Linked DNA regions of Gasterosteus aculeatus: region 1 is linked to region 2. The links are chromatin contacts, called in public Hi-C maps. All regions are on one chromosome and are shown on one strand. Each heading gives the region's core, a stretch centred on a gene start, on an enhancer-like site or on the middle of the called end of the contact. The rest is flanking DNA. Distances are from core to core; before and after follow the strand shown.

Evidence for each region. A called contact is a pair of places that touch in the nucleus more often than the background predicts.
Region 1: a contact with region 2 is called in a Hi-C map of skeletal muscle, with 10 times the contacts expected there. The contact joins the promoter of bace2 here to the enhancer-like site in region 2. A contact is called at or near these places in 3 of 6 Hi-C or Micro-C datasets (skeletal muscle and whole body).

The regions. Positions count from the first base shown.
Region 1 is chr1:5,231,174-5,234,359 of fGasAcu3.hap1.1, reverse strand. bace2 (beta-secretase 2) reads right to left here and starts at 1,913. Exons shown (of 9, transcript XM_040187203.2): 1 at 1,263-1,913. The coding sequence starts at 1,556.
Region 2 is chr1:5,143,734-5,146,851 of fGasAcu3.hap1.1, reverse strand. It overlaps dscamb (Down syndrome cell adhesion molecule b), which reads left to right. Exons shown (of 33, transcript XM_040181326.2): 15 at 24-191; 16 at 942-1,012; 17 at 1,505-1,748; 18 at 2,429-2,575. Among protein-coding and RNA genes, the nearest start is that of pcp4b, 49 kb to the right of the region's middle. Within about 2 kb of position 1,856, at least 3 of the 9 cell types and tissues checked have open chromatin away from gene starts, as enhancers often do.

The DNA.
Region 1 (3,186 bases), core at 664-3,163, 87 kb before region 2:
GCCCTCTGAGGCAAATTTGTATGAAATAAAATGAATTGAAAAGGTACTGAGCCAGTGTTGGTGTAGTAGTAGAGTAGAATTGTGACAATGAAGTAGTCTGATGATAATGTTTTAAAATCAGTTGTAATCCATTTCAGTCATGGGGTTGTACCGAATGATTGATTACTGATGAGGAAACACGCCCGTGCCTGGTGGAAGGGAACGCATAGCTTAGTGTACTAGTTGTTCTCTGTGCAGGTCGAGGATGTTGCACAGCAATAACAGCGCTAACCCTAAACAAAAAGTACATGGTTTGTGGAAACCGGTTTGTGGTAGTGCACTACCCTCTCACAGGTGGACACGGGGCGGCGACATGGCAGGTAGCCCCGATAAGCCCCTGTGAGCCAGAGGATCTGAGCTGTGCACACCCAGGAGTGTCACAATCTCTGATCTGTTTAACTTGATATGCCCAGGAACAACAGGTCAAGTCCCTAATGAGATAATTCACCTTCGGATTAAGCTCCATTTCAAACCCATCGTCTTACAGACGCAGCGGCAGAGCCCCGGCCTTAAACCTACAACACCCCGATGGCTCATGTATTTTTAAACAGTGACTGGAGAGTTGGGCAATTTAGTTTCACTTAATCATTAACATGATCGCGTTAGGCACTTTGCATAACAAGCAGTATTAAAAACGACACGTTGCGCACACACACACACAGGCCTACTTCCGTGCAACCAAAAGAAACGAAGCAGCAAATGTACCTGCAGGGCTGGTGGTGCTCTGTGCTCCCGGGGAGCCTCATAATCCCCATCAGCTGCTCGGTGAGGGAGAGAGTGGTCCTCCCAGGCAGCATCATGTGAGTGCATGTGAGAGGGGCTTTAGTCCACCTTCAGACCCAAAGGAAGCTAAAGCCCCCCCACACACAGCCGGGTTTATGTTAAAAGCACAAATATGCCCTCATCTCCCCTACGCCAAAGTCATTCTCTTTTCTCCTATGAAACTATCATCATGGTTATGGAAATATTAAATACTGCACGAGTAGTTGGATCACATTGTGCAAACACACACACACTCAAAAAGGCACACACGGTTTAGTGAGTAGAACACATGACCATGAGTAATCACAATGAGAGTTGGTAGGTGGATCAAATACAAAAGGGGTACATTTAGTTTTTTTTTCTAATCAAAGCGAAAATAAAAACCGCCTGTGCAAAAAAAAAAACGTGTCAATAAAAAAAACCATCAAATTAACAAATAAAAGAGTTTGTGAAGTCGTTACCTTCTGACCAGGTGTACCGATGGACATTTCTATGTAGTAGCCTCTTCCATAGTCCCCTTGCAAGTTATTCACCATGTCCAGAAAGTTGACGGCGCCGCTCGGGTCCGAGGCCAGGGAGAGGCCGTCTCCATCAGCCGTTAGCACCACCCGCCGGGTCACGCCGACGTCCGAGGAGACGTTGTAGCTCCCGGTGGATATCTTCAGCGGCACGGTAAAGTAGCACTGCGACACGCCGAGGAACACGCTGAAAACGAAAGCACGCGTGGAGACGGCGGCGGCGGCGGCGCGGGCCATGGCGGTGGCTCGCGTCTGACGTCGGTTGACTTTAAGCGGCGGTCTTGACCGTTGAAAAGACGCGTAAGAGTCACTGGCTCGAAGTTTGCTCCCTGAAAGTTTTCAGTTCGGCCACCATGGAAACGCCTCCGCGGCGGTAACGGACATGCCGGACACGCTCCTCCTCGCCGCCGTCAGGAAGGAGTCAAACGCGCACACATGCTCGCACGGTAAGACGGGGGGATATAATAACTTTTACTGTGCAGGTCGAGCTCCGACTCCGAGATGTTTCGGGATCATATCGGCGAAAGTTTGCGAACTGTATCAAGCCAGCAGCAACAGAAGACGTGACTTCCGGCTGTGTAAACTTTCAAACTAAAGTAGCCCGGCGGTTTTTATGGCTACCCCAAAAATATGACAAATAAACAATAAATGCGTCCCTTGTATGTTACCTCAACATTTTGCATTCAATCTAAGATGCTTCATTTTTGTATTGTGTCACGTAGCCAGCTATCCGTTTTGTGCTTTTATTTTGAATTCAAACTGGTTTGAACAGTCCGTCTTTTTTCTACCGGCTTGGTGCTGCTGTTTTCAACACTTCCTGGCTGCGAGGTGACAGATTTTATCCCCCCAGCGGGTCGAAACTACATTTCTCTACCCCTTGAATTGACGTGAACTCGCCGAACAGGTTGTTTTTATCACTTGAGCAGCGTGTCTCCTCTTATAACAGTGTCACCGGAATTAGACATATAGTTTCGCTTAATGTGTCCTCATTTACATCGACAGTCAGATTCTCCATCCTTTGCACACAGCCCTTGGTTGTCTTGTTATGGTTAAGGCTATTTTAAATGTGTTCAGTTACAGAAAAGGAAACGTCTTCATGCTCATTCTACACCAGAGGCGTAATGTAACAATGAACCTCAGTTAATACATCTTTCAAATTCAGTTTAAATGCTGTGAATATTTAAAAACAGCCCGGTATTTCATCTCTAACTGTGTTGTACAATACAGGTGTTAATGCAATACTACAATTCATATATCAACTTGTGCATATTTTTGATGAATAGGTGCTCTTTTCTTCTTCTTCTTCTGTTACGCTTTTTGTGTTTTGGAACTTTCAAGACAATGCGAAGCCATGCAAATTAAAGTCAAATGAGATTTCAGATAAACCCATTACGATGATATTTACAGTTAAGTCTGCTGAAGCCCATTCAGTCACATTGCTGTTCCTGTTCCTTTTAAAGTCTCAAAAAGCTCAGTTAACTTCACAAACTGACGTGAGCTAACATGCACAGTTCAATTATTAAGAAAAAACAGATGCAGCAGGGTCTTAAAGCCCACAATTTACTGTCCAGACCCGACCAATAAAATTGTTACTTTAATTAGTCACTTAGTTCACAAACAATTAAGTAGCCAAAAATAATGCCAACGGAAATCACGTGAATTTTCTCCACTGCTTCTTTAGTTTACTGCATACCCAAACAACAACTGCTTGTCCGTAATACCCGCTGTTGTTTAGATTTTGGGGTATTTCCTGCATTTGATTTTCTAAATGAATGAACTAATTTTTCTATTTTTTTTGTCTCATTTGCTGCATCAACAGTGCAGAGAAAAGATCCCAGTGGAAAGGCAAGATCAATGTCACAGGCCT
Region 2 (3,118 bases), core at 607-3,106:
GTTCTCCCCCTGGTTTGTTGCAGCCTCGTGGCTTTCAGCCCAGGTGACCAAAGATGTGTCACCGCAGCTCAACCAGGCCACGATTATTGACCTCCATCCTTCCTCCACTTACAACATCCGCATGGTTGCCAAGAACATCATCGGCAACAGCAACCCTAGCAACGAGCTCACCATCACCACTGATGAAGCAGGTAACCCTCAGCCAACTTTTTTTTTTTTACAGTTTTGCATCACTTGAACATAACATTCACAGCAAGACTGAAAAGCCATCTGAACAATGTGAACAGAAAGGAGGTAAGAAGTCTTACTGCACCGCTACTGGAATTCCTCTCCCTAGCATATCAAAATGAAACTCTTCCTCCGTACCACACTAGTTAAATACTTAATTTGGCTATGAAGTACTCTTCACTGTCACTCAGATTAAGTTTAATACGGACATAATTGACACTTCCTTCTCATTTTTAGTGTCTATTTCTTCCTGCTGGCCCTCAAGCCTGTTGAATCATCTTGCACTAATTTATTTTATGGTTGTTTGAAATGGAGGCCATCATCTTTTAGACACGGGGAAACAGATCAGTTTACTGTTGCTTTTAGTCGGCTCTATCAGTGTTCACTTACCTTCTATTGCCTATAATGATCCCCTGCAGGCATAGCAGCACATTAAATGCCCCGTTTTACTGGATTCATTGCTAAAACAAAGTCATAAACTTCAAATCAACCAGAGCGTCTATAATTTCTCACAATATTTTAAAGGTTAAAGTTTTTAAATGATCATTAAGCTGATGTGGAAAGAACATGAAGGGAAAAAACGGCTCAGCTCAACAGCGCCATCTAGTGGAATCGGACACAAAGGGGTCTGCTGTGTCTGGTGGATCGCGTCGGTCATTGTGAATGCAGGCATGCGGTCGTGATGGATGATGCCTGATGTGCTTTATGTGCAGCTCCTGACGGCCCGCCGCAGGATGTCACTCTGGATCCCACCTCCCCACAGAGCATCAAAGTGTCCTGGAAGGTAAAGTCCAAACAATACCGCAATAAATATTTCAACAGAAAACTAACAGAAACACAAAGAGATGATTTCTTTTCTTTCTGCTGAGGTTGGCCTCATAATTCTTGAATATATGAACAGTTGAAAACATATGAAACTACTGGACTACTCAACATGCGCCTTTTGTTAATTTACAAAGCTACAAATATTACTGGCTTTGATATTCCATTATTATATTTGAACCCCTTAAGTTTAAAAAACACTTTGCAAAGACTGATTGGGATCTAAAAAAATAATAAATCAACAAGCATTAGTAGCTGAACAATCATTAGAAGAAGCAGCAGATATCAAACGCGTGTACAACTACAGACCACTGCTTCTCATTTAACAATTGAGTAGTTTAATGATAATTAGTTGGTCATGATTGTTTATGTTTATGATTATGTTTGATTTATGTTTGTTTGAATAGTTTGTCTTAAACTCCCGTTTTCCTCTCGCCCTCCTCCCGTCTTGCAGCCGCCCCAGAAGCACCTGCAGAACGGAGTGATCCGCGGCTTCCAAGTGGGCTACAGGGAGTACAGCCCTGGTGGCAGCCACCAGTTCATCATCATCAGCCTGGACACCACAGGAGACACCACGGAGAGCATCGTGCTGGACAACCTGAAGAAGTTCACTCAGTACAGCGTGGTGGTGCAGGCTGCCAACAGGGCCGGCACCGGGCCTTCCTCACAGCAAGTCGTCACCAAAACCCTGGAGGATGGTGAGGAGGGGCGCGTGGGCAGATCTGATGTGTTATCTATACATATATATCTACACACACACACATATATATATATATACATTTATATACACTGTAAACGTGTCCGAGACAACGTGTCCCTGTTGGGGATCTTGTGATACATATATTGTTTTATCTACATGCTTTTATTTGATGAACTACTTGCTGTTGGACATTTCTGTATGAGATTCAGGCTCTCAGCATATTTTTGTGGAAAGGCTCCCCTTTACTTGACATTGGTAGAATTACATCAGACAAAGAGACGCCAGAGATCTTCAGTACTGGTCTGCCTCAGTCTCTGATTAGAGAGGAGATGTAGGCAAATTTGTTTAAATACAAAGTTTTGATATATTTGTTTGGAATATTTCTTCCGTCTTTTATTTTGGAGATTGATTTCTGAATTGAACATCTGTTTTCACCAATATATTCTCTGGTTATTCTAAGAGGTATTAAGAAGACAAGGATGCAAGTGCTGTTTCACTGTCAGACATGAAATAAAACAGATTTATGTCTCCGAGCAGATGATCCAGATGTAGCATTTGTTGCCATCGGTTCATTTTTAAACTCGTTTGTTGAACTAAACGAGGGAACCTGCAAAGAGAGTCCCTTAGACTGCTACTCCAGTATGGCGTCATTAAGCCTCCCCCTTGTTTCCCCGATAGTGCCGTCCCGGCCACCCGAAAACGTCCTGGCTGTGGCGAAGTCCCCCGAGGTCATCTCGCTCTCCTGGATGCCTCTACCCAGAGAGGCTCTCAATGGAAACCTGCAGGGATACAGAGTCATCTACTGGGCCAACCTGCCCGACGGAGGTACCGCCGTCAACACCTCCATTTGGTTTTACTACTCGTGTATGAGCAGCTGTGCATGGCTGAACGATGACATGAAGGGTTGAAGCTCTTTGAGTGGTCAGAAGACTGTAAAAGCTTTATATATGTACAGTCCATTTACCATTTACCGTACACCTGCTATTCACGTCTTTTGTGTACTTGTTGCGCCACCCTGTTGGTCCACTAGGGGCTGCTGTGGTGTAGTTGGCATTGCTGTAATATGCTGTGGTGTAGTTGTAGAGGTGGTGCAACGTGGATAATTCAAATCTTTTATCATTGAGCACATTTTTTAGATTAAAACTGATAAATGACCAATGTGGTAGCAATTGCAGCACATTCTACTGCCTAACTTGCACTTACAATGTACAATTTGAGAGATTGCTTTTCTGGTGCTGAACATCGGTGGAGATAGGAAGAAATTGGAAGTTGAAAAGTAAAGTCCCTGGAGAATTTTGTTTAAATACTTAACTAGCAGTGAAGCACCCTTATGTAACTTTGTACATAAATTCACTCCGCAGAGGGGAG